Linked DNA regions of Mus musculus: region 2 is linked to region 1. The links are chromatin contacts, called in public Hi-C maps. All regions are on one chromosome and are shown on one strand. Each heading gives the region's core, a stretch centred on a gene start, on an enhancer-like site or on the middle of the called end of the contact. The rest is flanking DNA. Distances are from core to core; before and after follow the strand shown. Region 1 overlaps Stn1 (STN1, CST complex subunit). Region 2 has its middle 10 kb from the start of Gm24805.

Region 1 (7,372 bases), core at 1,739-4,238:
CCGGGATGGACCACTTGCTGGTACAGTCTGGATAGTTTCCAGCACTTGAGGCTTGGAGGGTACAGAAGCGTGCAGGCCACAGTGGCATTGTGAGTCATTTACAGACTTATGGCTCTACTCACAATCCTTAATCAGAAGGTGCAGTTTGTCTGGCAGCGCCTGAGTTAGGTGGAGGGTGAGCAAGCTTTTCTATAAAGGGACACATGGTGTATATTTTCTGTTTTGTGGACGTGATCTGCCTTCATTACTTGACACTGCCATTTTAGCACCAAGTGGGCCATGGATGATACAGGGGACAATCAGGCGGGGACAGGGTCTCACTATGTGGCTCTGGCTGGCCTCAAACTCTCCCTGATCCCCTTTGCCTCTGCCTCCCAGTGCTGGGAACAGAAGTGTGTGCCACCACATTCACTGCTTTTTAAAAAGTGGCATGACCAGCAACACTATGGAACTCCTAAACTCAGTAATTTTTTAGATCAACGGTTGTTAATACTGAACATGCTGAGAGGTAGATGTCTTAACTGTCCGAAAGCAGGTGAACCGGTGACAGTTAGAGAGCAGTCTTCATTTTAAGCTGCTTTGCAAACATAAATAAAATGGTTAGTTTCCGGAGAAAGCCTAGAAAGAGCCCTTGTCATGGTACATGTGATGTGGCACATGTGACGTGGTATTTTTAAATTGCTCCCAACTCACTCGTTCTTTCCTTTTAATTTAATTGCCCAAAGTTTAAAGGCTTTCATTGGAAGGTGGCCAAAGAAGATCATTTTTAAAAAACAGAATTCAGTGTGAGTCAAAATCATGTTCCAATCAATTAAATAAAAACTATAATGTAAACCCTGTGGATGTTACATTGACTATACCATTTGCACTTAGCTTATGATCAACGTTAAGACAGGTTAGCCCTCACCATCAGAATGTTAAAAGGGGTTTACCTTCAGGATGGAGACCACTAAAATGAGTTCTGTCAGGCTCCAACTGTCTCATTACATTCATTAAATTACACGCTAGAGCCTCCTTTCATCAATTTGACTTACTCTTTAAATGAAAGCGAGGCCTCTTTTCTCAGATCAGCTGTCAACCTGATAATGTCAGTGGGGCCACGCGGAGCTCTTTAGCATCTCCGTGATGTGGCAGTGAGGTTGTAAATACCCCTAACTTCGGAGAGAGAACAAGAGGGCCTGAGGTAGGAAGTGGGGAGAGAGGGCCTGAGGTAGGAAGGTGGGAGAACAGCCTTTAGAAACTGACAAACCCAGTGAACTGAGCAGCCATTGCTCTGCGTCTGATTTCCTAGGTTTCAGTCACCGCATGCGCAGTTCTTTGTGCTCCCCGTGTTGCTATGAACAGCACATGTGTATTAGTGCTGCTACACATTACAAAACTATGGTTGTCAACATTGTAGTTGGTCAGAAAGCAGAACATCTGAGCAAAAGACTAAAACAAAGATCCCTCTATTAGGAAACCCTGCTGAGACAAACCTACTGAGCTGTAGGAAATACATCAGCAGTTAGCCAATGTCTTTTCAGGTAGAGTCGTATCTGGAAAGAGGTGACCGTGACTCCTCGCATCCTGCAGCTTACGTAAAGGAACCTGAAGAAGGCACGCTGTGTGTCTGTCCCAGTAAACATGCTGTGCTCTAGAAACCCCAGCTGCTGGGTTACTAAAACCAGGGGAATAAGAGGCATGAATTAAAAAATCAAGATACTTTTTTAAAAACTCTGATACAAGAGAAAGAAATCAAATAAATATTAAAAATAAAGCAATAGGCTGGGCAGTGATGGCGCACGCCTTTAATCCCAGCAGAGGCAGGTGGATTTCTGAGTTCGAGGCCAGCCTGGTCTACAAAGTGAGTTCCAGGACAGCCAGGGCTACACAGAGAAACCCTGTCTCGAAAAACCAAAAAAAAAAGCAATGGACAATGTATGTGATAAGCATCGTGGGCACAGTTTGCTTGAAGTTTAATGAAACCAACAGTGTGAGCTTATCAGCCAAGAGACACAGAGGCTGTCGTCCCTTATAAAGACAGCCAACTCAGTGACTGAGACAAACCAATAATCCTGGTGTTTGGGAGCTAGAGGCAGTGAGAGTCCCCCCAAAAAAGTAAATAGTTACCTAGAGAGCCCAGTCACTTGTCACAAACAGTTGTCACTTCCTCTGTCCACAGTTGAGTCATGCACAACAGCCATGTGTATGTGTGTGCATGTGCCTGTGTGTATGTGTGTGTGTGTGTGTGTGTGTGTGGTAGTAGTTGTAGACTGCCATTCTCCTCATTTCCTTGATTCATTCAGTTGAGGAGAAAGGGACATTAGAGTGAGACACACTGTACGTGAGGAGGTGTCATCCCAGCTGAGAACCTGCTGAGATAGAAGTTGGGTTTCTCTGGCTCTGGGAGCCAAATGCTCCCCCTCCACCTGCCCCATGCAGTGACCAAAATCAAAATGAGAAGCCATCCAAAGGGAAGGAACGTGCAGCCAGGCTACCAACTAACCTGCCATGTTAATGTGGCAGGATGCTGTACTAGGATCCGCTGAGCCGCTCTCAGCACTCCAAAAGCCGAAGTAAGGGTTCGTTCGGGGCCATCTGGGGTTGCATAGCCAAACCACATTTCAGAAGCCAAAGCGATAACAAAACGCAGAGTCATGCAGCTTCTATGGCCACATGCGTATGTGGAATTCCAGCAGGCAGAAGAACAGAACACCGAGTCCCTAGGGAGCCACTCTGACTACAGACGCAGGCCATATCCCCTGGGGCGGGCGGTGCAGAGTGCAGTGTAGTTACAGTCTCTGCAGCCAGACAGTGCCGTTCAGACTGCAGCTTCTCTTCTTCGGAAAGAAGATTCTGACTTCGGAAAGGTTGCTTGACCTCTCTGTGACATACGTGTCTCATCTCTGAAGTGGAGCTCCCGATGGAGCAGCTGTGAGGGCTGGATGCTCGGGCACGTTATAAAGCCCGTAGAAGAGCGCCTATCTGCCCAGTGGCCAGGCTTCTTCTACCCACCCTGTCCTTTCTTATCTCATACAGTTAGAAGTAAAACCCAGCGGTAGGGATTATTTAGGGTTGAGTGAACATTATCTTCTTTTCCCCGTGAGGTGAAGGATAAAGATGGGAGGAGAGAGCCCACACTTGGGAGGGAGAAGGGTTGGTTAGTCTAGTCCCCTCAACACTGATGGGAGGGACGAAGTCTCTGCACAAATACTTTTGTTGTTATTGTTTTGAGACAGGACCTCACTGTGCACTGAAGACTAGCCAGGAACTCACTTATCCTCCCCGTGTCGTCTTGAGTAGCTGGGGTTACCAGCATATACTACCACACAGGCCTCCACAGTCATACGCTAAAGAGCTGTTTGTAGCCAGGCGTGGTAGTGCAGGTGTAGTTCCACTTATTCGGGAAACTGAGGCAGGTGAAGTGAATTCCGAGTCTGAAGAGATGGCTCAACAGTTGAAGAGCACTTGCTGCTCTTCCAGAGGACCTGAATTCGGTCCCCAACACCTCTGTAGGTGTCTGCATATTCATGCACATACATATCCTCACACAGATGCACATATGCACAATTAAAAATAAAACATCTGTACTTTTAGAAAGCCTTCCTGGGCTAAAGAGTGAGTGAGTTCAAGGTTAGCCTGGGCAACTCATTGAGCCCTTGGCTCAAAATAAAGTAAAATCAAACGGGGGGGGGGGGGGCGGGGGGGCGGGGTAGGTGCCACTCAGTGGTACAGTGTTTGCCTAGCGTGCGAGAGGCCCTAGGTTCAGTCTCTTAATACTGCAAAAACAATATAAAGCTTTCAGAACAGAGGGCAGCGTAGTGTTGTTGCCCCAGTTGCTCTGAACGTGTGCACAGGGCTACATAGAGCCCTTTGCACCAGTGATGCAGGGGCGGGTGATGCAGGGGCGGGAAGGGCGGTACAGTCACCCGGGAGCTTCCCACTTGGCCTCACTCCAGAGACTTCTCCTTTTGTTCTGCCTTTGGATAGATACACTTCTGTTTTCCTTAGGTTTTTACTGCTGTGAACAGACACCATGACCAAGGCAACTCTTGTAAGGACAACATTTAATTAGGGCTGGCTTACAGGTTCAGAGGTTCAGTCCATTATCATCAAGGCTGGAGTATGGCAGCATCCAGTCAGGCATGGTGCAGGAGGAGCTGAGAGTTCTACATCTTCATCTGAAGGCTGCCAGCAGAATACTGACTTCCAGGCAGCTAGGATGAGGGTCTTGTAGCCCACGTCTACAGGGCCACACCTACTCCAACAAGGCCACACCTTCTAATAGTGCCACTCCCTGGGCCGGGCATATGCAAACCATCGCACAAACTTTGTGCGTCTGGGGAGATGCTTTGAAAAGGTACCAGGAGCTATTATACTAGAACGCCCCATCAGAGCAGGCACACTAGCTTCCTCAGCCCCTCAAACTGTGTCCCCAGCATAGAAGGACCCTCGCTTATACCTCTTCTCTTTTCTCCTGGCCCCGCCAGACCCAGCTATTCTGAGCACTGCGAGAGAGCTTAGCATGACATCACAGCTTAAGAAGCTGCAGGAGACCATCGAGCAGAAAACCAGGATAGGGATTGGAGATATCATCCGAGTCCGAGGCTCTGTGCGCATGTTCCGAGAAGAGCGAGAGATCTGTGCCAACATTTATTGTAAGTACAGTAAGTTTCTGCCAAATGAGCTGATATTCTGGGTGTGTGCTCAGTAAATGCTTGTTTAGCTGGAAGTCAGACTCCAGAAAGGCTCATAGAAGATTTGATCCCGTTGGGGGGGAATTATGTTTAGCGTGCCGTTTTTAGGAAAAGAGCTTTTTTGAATTTTATTTTGAAGAATGTTAATTAGAAGTAAATTGGGAAGTTTGGATAATTTCACCGTTTCTGAAGCACTTTGACATTCTAAATGTCAGTCTGTTAGCATAGAGTATTCTACTAGTTCAAAACGACGGGGACACCTTGAACACCATGAAGCCCATCAACTGGAATGAAAATATCTAATCAGACAACTGTAATGAAAATAGCTAATTAGAAGTGGTTCCAAATCGCCCCCTTTGCACTGTGCTGGCTGGTTTTCAGCTGAAAAATCTCAAAAGCAGCCAGTCATGGTGGTACATGCCTTTAATTTCAGAACCCAGAAGACAGAGTCAGACAGATCTTCCTGCATTCAAGGCCAGCCTGGTCTACATAATGAGTTATAGGCCAGCCAGGGCTCATAGGGAGACCCTGTCAATAAGTACATATATAAATTACAAGGCTGTCCCAGTAGTCCATCGGCATAACATACAGATTGCTAGTGACAGGCCTGTCCCTACCCTAGATGTGTCTGTCACATATAGGGCCTTGCCTTCTCTCTCAGGGGATGGCTGGAGCTGTTCTGTGACTCTAGACTATTGTCCTAGTGGTAGTTTGGACGTGGGAAGACGTTCTCTCGGGGTTACTCCTGTGGCCTCTCTTTCCTGGGTTGTTAGATAAGGTGGACGATCCAGTGTGGAACATGCAAATCGCAAGGATGCTTGAGCTGCCCAAGCTCTACCAGAAGGTGTACGACCAGCCCTTCCGTAACCCAGCCCTACAGGAGGAGGAGGCACTAAAGTAAGTCCCTGGCTGTCACTGCTGAGAACATACGGCCGCAGGGAAGCTTGGGGTACAAATCATCAAACATCCCCCACCTGAGGACCATGGGCTCCGCCTCCCTGGCCTCAGTTCCCACTCCTGCAAAGCGAGAGTGACTACAGCGTAGAGGCACTAGGGTCGTTGCGAATGAAACACAAGCCCATGATGATTGTTATGTATTGTGTAATATATTATACTTGGAGTTACCGAAGGAGTGGAGGGAACACAGATGAATATTTGGGTCGTGGCTGAAACTTGCTCAAGTTAGCTAAAAACTAGAAACACAGATCCAAGAAGCTTAGCAAACCTCCAGGGGAGAACCACGAAGAAGCCTGCACTGAGGCACATCACAGTCCCCATCACAGAGTGACCCCGATCCTGCATTCCCCCACCATAAAACAAGGACAAAAACAACCGGGTTGGGTGGGTTTCACTCCTGTACAGGGTGGGTTTCACTCCTGTACAGAGGGGACACAAAGCCCAAGAGGAATACAAATGTACACACATTTGCTAAAATATGAGGTAAAGAAAACTGCTTATCAGTGGCTCTCTAGAGGCTTCAAGCTGGGAGGATGGTATGAGGCTGTGTCTTACTTAGGGTCACTACTGCTGTGATGAAACCATGGCCAGAGCAGCTTAGGGAGGAAAGCGTTTATTTAACCTCTACTCCCAGTCCACTGTCGTCATCCAAGGAAGTCAGGACTGAAACTCAAACAGGGCAGGAACCTGGAGGCAGGAGCTGACGCGGAGGCCATGGAGGGGTAAGCATACATAGATGCTTACTCACTTGCTCCCCAGGTCTTGCTCATTCTCCTTATAGGAGAATGCAGGACTACCAGCCTGAGGGTGGCCCCACCCACAATAGGTTGGGCCCTCCCTCCCACATCAATCACTAAGCAAATCTCCTGCAGCTTGCCTGCTGCCCGGACTTCTGGAGGCATCTTCTCAATTGAGGTTCCCTTTCCTTAGATGACTATGTCAGTTGTGTCAAGTTGACATAAAACTAGCCAGCACAGGAGGGTACTTTTTATTCTGTCCTTATTATTGATTTTATTGAGTTGGTGGCAGAGGGGTTAGAGAGCTAGCTCAGTGGGTAAAAGTGCATGTCCCCCATGCGTGAGCACCTAAGCTCAGATCCCGGCTATAGGCAAGTCTGGGCCGGCTGGTGTGCACTAAGGGGATGGAAGCAGGGCGATCAGCGGGGCTTGCTGTCCACTTCCTTATCTCTAAAGTCAATGAGAGATCTGCTCTCAAGGGAATAGGTAGAGGGAAATGAAGCAGGGCACCAGTATCTTCAAGTTCTGGCATCTGCATGCATGCATGCATGCACACACACAGAGCACATACACTCACATGCACACACACAGAGCACATACACACATGCATGCACACACACATACACACTCTCACACACACACAACATTCATGCACATAGACAGCATACACAGACCACGTACTTAACACAGCACACATACACACAGCACATGTACAGCGTGTACACACACACACAGCCGTCACACACAGTTTTTCTTCCGGGGTAGAGAATGAACCAGGACCAAACTCACGCTAGGCCAGTGCTCTAGCACTGAGCTGTACCCCGGCCCTCTCTTTAACTTTTCAAACATGTAAATGTATCGCTTATCCAGTAAGTCAAACAGTGCAAACAGCAGGTATGCGTAACACAGAAAGTGGGAACCCTCTCCGCACTACTGCCCAGAGGTTGCCAGAGGGCTTGAGCTGGCTTGGTTCCCTTTAGATGCCTGTCTTCTGTGCACACA
Region 2 (7,154 bases), core at 1,106-3,605, 190 kb before region 1:
AAGAAATCCAGCCATCCCAGAAAGCTGGTGAGTAGATCAACACAAAATAGTGCTTACTTAGGCAGCTTACAAACCAGGCGCTCTCTAAGCCCCATTTACAAACAAATACTGAAAATTACTTCTCTGAAAAAGGTTCTATCCATAGTTCTAAGCACCCCTCAAAACTACCAGATGCCAGTATGGCTTTTCCAATTCCCTTCCGGTGATGGGCCTGTTTCCCCGTGGGCTAGAACAGACTTCCCACAAACAAAATCAAGGAGTGCCCGTGTCTTGCCTTTACCTGAAAATGTCTCGAGGTTACAGTTCTGACCTGTCATCATTCAAAAAGATTAGCGCATCAAACTTTAAATGAGCTGGCAACAGAGGGCCTAAAGAAAACATAACAAGCAGTTACACGGTTGTAAAAACTCCAGGACCCAAAAGGCAAGCAGGAGCTTGTTTCTTTACCTTCCTACGGCAAAACAGGGGGGGGGGTGGTCCCTGTGGGAAAGCCAGATCTTCACTTCGGATCATGATCTGAAGCAGGAGGCTGGGGCAGGGTATAGCTCAGAGGTACAGCATCTGCCTGATATGTAGGAGGCCCTGGGTTCCACTCCCAGTGTCAAGGAAAGAACTTGACAGGTTAGAAGCAAGGGCCTGGTCACACTTTCCCATCATAACAACTATTATACAAACTCACACTCCATAGTGGAAATGAACTCAGCTCCTGATGCCTGTCTTCATCATGTCTTGAACCATGCTCTCAAGCCCTTTGTCCCATCACACTCTCTAAAGCCTAACCTACTGGATGAAGTTGAAGAAAAAAATGCCAGAAAGGAAGTAAGGGAAGTGAACACATATTCTAGGTCTCCTTTGGGAAGGTTCTTGAATTTACCCTACCCCTTCAAATTTGGGGAACTCCAACCTAAAATGCTCTTCGTTCCCTCCTAGTCAACTTCCCTCCCCTCACTCCCACCTTCCCCAGCCCCACCCCAGCTTGATTTTGTGGCCTTTATGTGGCCCTGGCTGTGCTGGAGCTTGCTCTGTAGACCAGACTGGCCTCAAACACCTGCCTCTCCTTCCCTAGAGCTGAGGCTGTGTGCCACCATCACCTGGCTAATGCTACTGTATCTCTTCATACTCTCCCTAATGTTACTCTATCTCTCATACTCTTCCTAATGTTACTGTATTTCTTCATGTTCTCCCTAATGCTACTGTATCTCCTAATGCTCTTCCTAATGCTACTGTCTCTCTTCATGCTCTTCCCTGTCTCCTCCCCTTACTCCCACTAGCAATAGTTCATGCAGTAAGCTCAGTGCACATGACCCACAGGTAAACAGATGACTACAACAGCGGGAGCACCGTTGAGGGGAGTGGAGAGAAGCCACGAGTCCCATCTTTAGCATGTTGAGATTGACTGTCACTGAGACGTCCATGGAGGTGGGCAGGACAAGTCAGAAATGCTAATCAGACATCTTTGGGAAAGAAATTTGTATTGGATAGAGTATGTGTGATGCCTGTAATTAAGAATACAGGGAAAGAGAAAACTAAAAGCATTTCTCCTGGGGCTTTAAGGAAACTGAAAGTGTTAGAAGCCAGGATGTTAGAGTTTGGGAAGGTCCTGAGGATATACAAAGGAAAGTGGTCAGATCTACTCCATGTAGAGGAGTGGGAAACGCCAGCCCCTCTCTTCATGGGGCCGACCAGCCAGGATGGTCTCCATAGGTCTTCAATGTGACCTTAACCTTTGAAGCTCTGTTGATGACAAGCTGCTCCAGCTGGTCTTGCCTGTGAGTGGCAGCTCTTCTGGTGTTAGTTTTCTTTACTTTGGTGCATACCAATCTTTTGGCTGAAGAATAGTCTGCCAATAACCTCATTACATTTCTCCCCATGCATGTTGCAGGATCAGGAACAAGCCTGGGGAAAGATGGGACTTCCTTCAATAAGGTCCCAGCAGCTGGCTGAAGTCTTTTCCCTCTACTCTGAAGTCACACCTAGGAAAGGAATCACTCTTCTAATATTGGCAGACTAGGGTCCTTCAATGCCAAGAGCTTATGAGCTAGACTGACAGACTCAAAAGCTCATAGCCACTGAGAACTAAAAGGCTTACGGCTCCAGGCTGTAGGGCAAAGACTTGTGTTTCTAAACGCTCAGGTTGCAGGCGTTTTGCTCTGAGGTTTGATTGCCAGTGGCCTGTGGTATTCAGTAGCTACCAAATCCTGGACTTGCTGCAACAGCAACTAACAGCTATAGCTGTTGCTACCAGCTAGTGCTATAGTTCAAAGTTATGGATGCTGGAATCCACAGCTCATAGAAGCAGCTAGCATTGCAGCTCTTGAGCCTTGTGTGTCAGGGCGCTTGGCCCTAGTGTTACAGCTCATGAACCATGGTATCACGAGCCCCATCTTTAGCTCTCACAGCCTCCTCTGTTTGTCTACCACACTTTCTCTCCCTCTGCCTTCTTTGCCTCATTCTACCATCTTTGCCCGGAGCCATTGTCTGGAATTGCTCGCTTGCCATCATAGCTGCCGCCATTATATTTCTACTGTTCAACTGTTTCCCGCTGAACTATCATCTCCGCCCTCTCTACTTATGATGAAAATCAAAAGTAGACAAAGAAAAACCATTCTGAGGGCTTTCGTGGCTTGAATGCTGCACCACTAGATGATGGGGCAGCAAGGGGTCTCCCAGCTGACTGGAAAAATAAATAAGTCAGGAGTGGGTGGGGTTAAAGTGTTGGCACCAATCCCAGCAGTCTTTCATGCAAATGAAATAGTGTGCTTGCACCAATCACAGGCCTTCTGTGGCCCACTACAGGGTGTGTTCCCTGTTTGGCTTAGGGGAAAATGGGCAGAGTGACCTGGAGTCATGTCAAGGCTTGTCGTGCTTGGAACCCTGCTTTCTAAAGCAGGTGTAGGCTGTCTGGAGTAATCGGGACCGAATCATGTCTTCCTCTACAGATATCAGGAGTGTTCACAGAGTGACTGTCCAAAGTCCAAATTAGCCAGGCAACAACAAGGGTAAGCGGTCAGTCCAGTTAGCAGTAAAGAGGGTACGTGGCTCAGGTCTGCCAGGGATAAAGGGTCTATCTACTGCCACCCAAGGGTCCCACTCAGGTGACTTTGCTCATTTACAGAAGAAAGAAAAGGCAAAACATTATAGAGTGTTTACAATAAAGTCCTAAAGAAAGGGAGGGCGCCTCTGCCGGATGTGGGCGTGGCTGCAGGCAGCTGGGAAGTCTCTTCCTAGCAATGCCCAGGCTCGATCTGGTTTTCAGTTAAAATTGTCCCCTTGCCTCCAAAATCGCCCATTTAAATGTTATAATTTAACTTGTGTCGGTATATTACTAATCACTTTGTTTTGTTTTATTTGAAACGGGATCTTCTGAAGCGTAGGATGGCCTTGAATTCATTATACAGCCAAAGGTGGCATTGAACTTCAATTCTCTTGCCTCTTCCTCCCAAGTTCTGGAATTACAGGTGTGAGCCACCAGGCCTGCCTTTACTAATAACCACTTGAACCTTATTTAGGATACACTTACAAATTACATGAAAGTATTATAAATATTTATATTGAGGTTAACACCACTTATTTTATAATGAGGGCATACTGGCTGGTTTTGTGTGTCAACTTGGCACAAGCTAGAGTTATCACAGAGAAAGGAGCTCCCCTTGAGGAAAGGCCTCCATGAGATCCAGCTGTAAGGCATTTTCTCAATTAATGATCAAGGGTGGGAGAGCCCATTGTGGGTGGTGCCATCCCTGGGCTGCTAGTCTTGGGTTCCCTAAGAAAGCAAGCTGAGCAAGGCCGGGGAAGCAAGCCATTAAGAAACATCCCTCCATGGCCTCTGCATCAGCTCCTGCTTCCTGACCTGCTTGATTTCCAGTTTTGACTTCCTTTGGTGATGAACAGCAGTGTGGAAGTGTAAGCTGAATAAATCCTTTCCTCCTCAGCTTGCTTCTTGGTCAGGATGTTTTGTATAGGAATAGAAACCCTGACTAAAACAGAGAGATTTTTTTCCATTGTATCTTTTTTCTCTTTGTCTTTGTCACTAAGGCTCTGTTGTATAACTTATGGTCTGGAATTATAACACCTCCAGCATTGCAGAACCATTCATTTCATTTTCCCTCCACACAAGCCATTGTCCTTATTAGTGAAGGACTTAGAAATAAGCATGATCCATTTCTTAGCTGACATGGGCCTTTAAGGGAGGCTAATGGCTTCTAAGAAGACATAAAGGCATAATGTTGTTGTGTACTGTGTAAAGATCATCCTTGTATTATTCAAATGCTGATCTCTCTGCCCCATGCCTGGTTGCAATCTGGACATGGTATTCTAATGCTTATTCTAAGTATCTTCTGCTTTGTAAACTATGTAAACAGTGCTCCCTACTTATTCTCTGGTTGTCAATAAAAGCTGATCAGCCAATGGCTGAGCAGAGGAGAGGATAGGGCTGGCTTTTGACCCCAGCCTGGAGGGGTGGGGGAGAGAGAGAGGGAGAGAGAGAGAGAGAGAGAGAGAGAGAGAGAGAGAGAGAGAGAGAAGGAAGGAGAAGGAAGGAGGAGGAGGAGGAGAAAGAGAAGGAGGAGGAGGAGGAGGAGGAGGAGGAGAAGAAGAAGAAGAAGAAGAAGAAGAAGAAGAAGAAGAAGAAGAAGAAGAAGAAGAAGAAGAAGAAGAAGAAGAAAGAGGAGGAAGAGAAGGAGGAGGAGAAGGAAGAGAGAATTCGAATTGAGGAAAGGGTCCAGGAGCCAAGATGAAAACACACCTGAAGCAGACAGAGCCAGATCAATACTAAAATGCAAATATCACAGGGATTTTGGCTGGGAGGTAGCCAGATTAATTTAGAGGATTAGATTAATTACTGCTCAGTTATTGTGCCATAAAGCTTGCTAATAAATTAATAGTCTCTGTCTCATTTATTTGAGAGCTAGTCAGGATAAAGAAAACTTGTCACTTTTAAAATTGCTCTAAGAGCCTTTTTCTTTATTTAGACATTATTATGGGATATAATGTGGATCTGCTAAAGTACCACAGCCACGAAGGTATATCACTGCAAGAGGAGGATAGCAAGTGAAAACATCCAACGACAACAATAGTATCAGCCTTTCGTGTTTCTCCAGGATAGTTGTAAGGCTCCGTGAAAGCGGGCAGTGAAGGTTACCCTGGAGCAGTCAGCTCCCTGGGTGAGCGCTGAGCGCACACTGTATGTACTACATGCACGGACTCCTTAACAAACACGGGGATGTTTGCTGGTTTCTGCATTTAAGAAAATCTCTGTATAAGAATTTGCTCATGTTAAGTAACCTGTGCAGAGACTTTGGGGCCATACACAACAAAGAATAGAAACTTTGTCACCTAACTGACAGTGCTCATAAATAAAATAAAAAGCAGCAATTAGTAACCACAGAGCCTGAGCAGGCAATGGTGAGTCTGATATTCAGAGTTGCTATATTAATTGAAATGCTAAATTTTCAAAAACAAGATAATTATGAAATGTGCAAATAAACAAAGCATGTCTCATATGTGACTTTTTTTAAAAGAAATTATTTTATGTATATGAGCATACTGTCGCTGTCCTCAGACACACCAGAAGAGGGCATCAGATCCCACTACAGATGGTTGTGAGCCACCATGGGGTTGCTGGGAATTGAACTTAGGTCCTCTGGAAGAGCACTGAGCCATCTCTCCAGCCCCATGTGTGACCTTTTTAAAAGTAGGGGTTTTTTTTGTTGTTGTTGTTGTTGTTTTGGGTTTTTTTTTTTGCCAGGCACACAAAATACCTGTATGTGTGAAGGATCCAGATATGGTAGCTAATGATTTTAATCTTCCTACTTGAGAGGCTAAGGAAGATTGTGAGCTCAAGACCAGCCTGAGCTATTGATGACTAATCAAGATTGTCAACTTGATTGGATTGAGAGGGCCTGAGGCATTAGTAAAGTATTTCTCTGGAGGTGTCTATGAAAACATTTCTAGAAAGGGCTAACTAAGGGGGAAATATTGGAATGTGAGCAGCATGTGTGTGTATGCCTGCCTGCCTGTCTGTGTCTGTCTGTCTGCCTGCCTGCCTGCCTGTCTGTGTCTGTCTGTCTATCTGTCTGCCTGTCTGCCTGTCTGCCTCTCTCTGTCTCCCCCTGCCATGTACCTGGCAGTGACTAGCTCTTCCTCACCATGCCTTGCTGCCATGATATCCAGTGGCCTCAAACAGAACCAGGAAACTAGAAGACTGAACCCGGTGAGAACGTGAGCCAAGATAAACCCTTCTTCCTTTAAGTTACTCCTCAGCAATATGCCTCACAGCCACAGAAAGTCAGACTAGCACAGAAAATTCACAACAGAAGTAGGTCACCACTGTGACAACCTAGTAGGGTAGTTTAGAAGTAGTTTGCCAGAGGAATTTTGAATTTTTGGAAATGTGGGCTAAGGGGAGCCTAGAATGCTAACTGTGCAGCCTCACAGTCAATTCTAGGAGGAACTCAAGATCAGAATGCCCATGGAAACCTAGACCGTGCTCATGAGGTTTCAGATGGCAATGCAGACTCCATTCGGACTCGAGGCTATTTGTGTTACATTAAGGAAAGGACTTGTCTCCATTTTATCTGTACTCTGACACTCTGTGGGAGGTTGGATTTAAAGGTGTTGGACTAATTAAACTGGTGGAAGGAATTTTGAGGCAGCTTGGCATTCTGGCTGTGGCCTGGGTATTTATTTACCCAACTTTACAGTGGGAAATATTAGCACTAAGAAGAGAAAAAAGGTTTGGAGGGGGAGATGTGTGAAGTTGAGGCCAAGGAGAGAGTGTGGCTGTCAAAGAGATTAGGTTCATCAAATAGAAGCCAAATGTAGAATGTAGAAGGGATTGTCTGCCACAAGCGAGTGGCCTACAGCCAGCAAAGCCGTAGGGGTGGGACTTAGGGCAGGAAGTCCCAAGCCCATCAAAGCCCTCGTCACAATACCATGGGCCATGGGTGCTGGACATGCTGCCACAGGATTTGATTTTTTTTTTCCATGCAGGGTTTTGGTTTTGCTTTGGTCTGATACTTTTCTTCTTTGTCTTCCATTCCCTTCTCTGGAATAGACATGTTTACTCTGTGCCACTGTATGCAGTACAGGTATTTGTATTTCTTTTTGAAGCTTACAAGAACTCATGGGAAATGTTTGCTTTGTGTCTCAGAGGA

The links. A called contact is a pair of places that touch in the nucleus more often than the background predicts.
Region 2: a contact with region 1 is called in a Hi-C map of embryonic stem cells, with 1.9 times the contacts expected there. The contact joins two enhancer-like sites. A contact is called at or near these places in 1 of 39 promoter capture datasets (neural stem cells), 2 of 15 datasets of contacts at CTCF or cohesin (large pre-B cells and stem cell-derived epiblast-like cells), 48 of 484 Hi-C or Micro-C datasets (the AML12 cell line, B cells, the BV-2 cell line and 27 more), 10 of 115 datasets of contacts at active chromatin or transcription factors (CD8 T cells, the HPC-7 cell line, bone marrow-derived dendritic cells and 7 more) and 3 of 9 other capture datasets (adipose tissue, embryonic stem cells and liver).

The regions. Positions count from the first base shown.
Region 1 is chr19:47,514,292-47,521,663 of GRCm38.p6, reverse strand. Stn1 (STN1, CST complex subunit) reads left to right here. Exons shown (of 10, transcript NM_175360.3): 5 at 4,470-4,637; 6 at 5,450-5,573. It overlaps Gm19557 (predicted gene, 19557), which reads right to left. Exons shown (of 3, transcript NR_045322.1): 3 at 5,086-7,372. Among named protein-coding and RNA genes, the nearest start is that of Gm19557, 5.0 kb to the right of the region's middle. Within about 2 kb of position 2,988, at least 82 of the 459 cell types and tissues checked have an H3K27ac peak or open chromatin away from gene starts, as enhancers often do. A contact at or near this core is called in embryonic stem cells, where this site is marked.
Region 2 is chr19:47,701,307-47,708,460 of GRCm38.p6, reverse strand. No RefSeq gene overlaps it. Among named protein-coding and RNA genes, the nearest start is that of Gm24805, 10 kb to the left of the region's middle. Within about 2 kb of position 2,355, at least 32 of the 459 cell types and tissues checked have an H3K27ac peak or open chromatin away from gene starts, as enhancers often do. A contact at or near this core is called in embryonic stem cells, where this site is marked.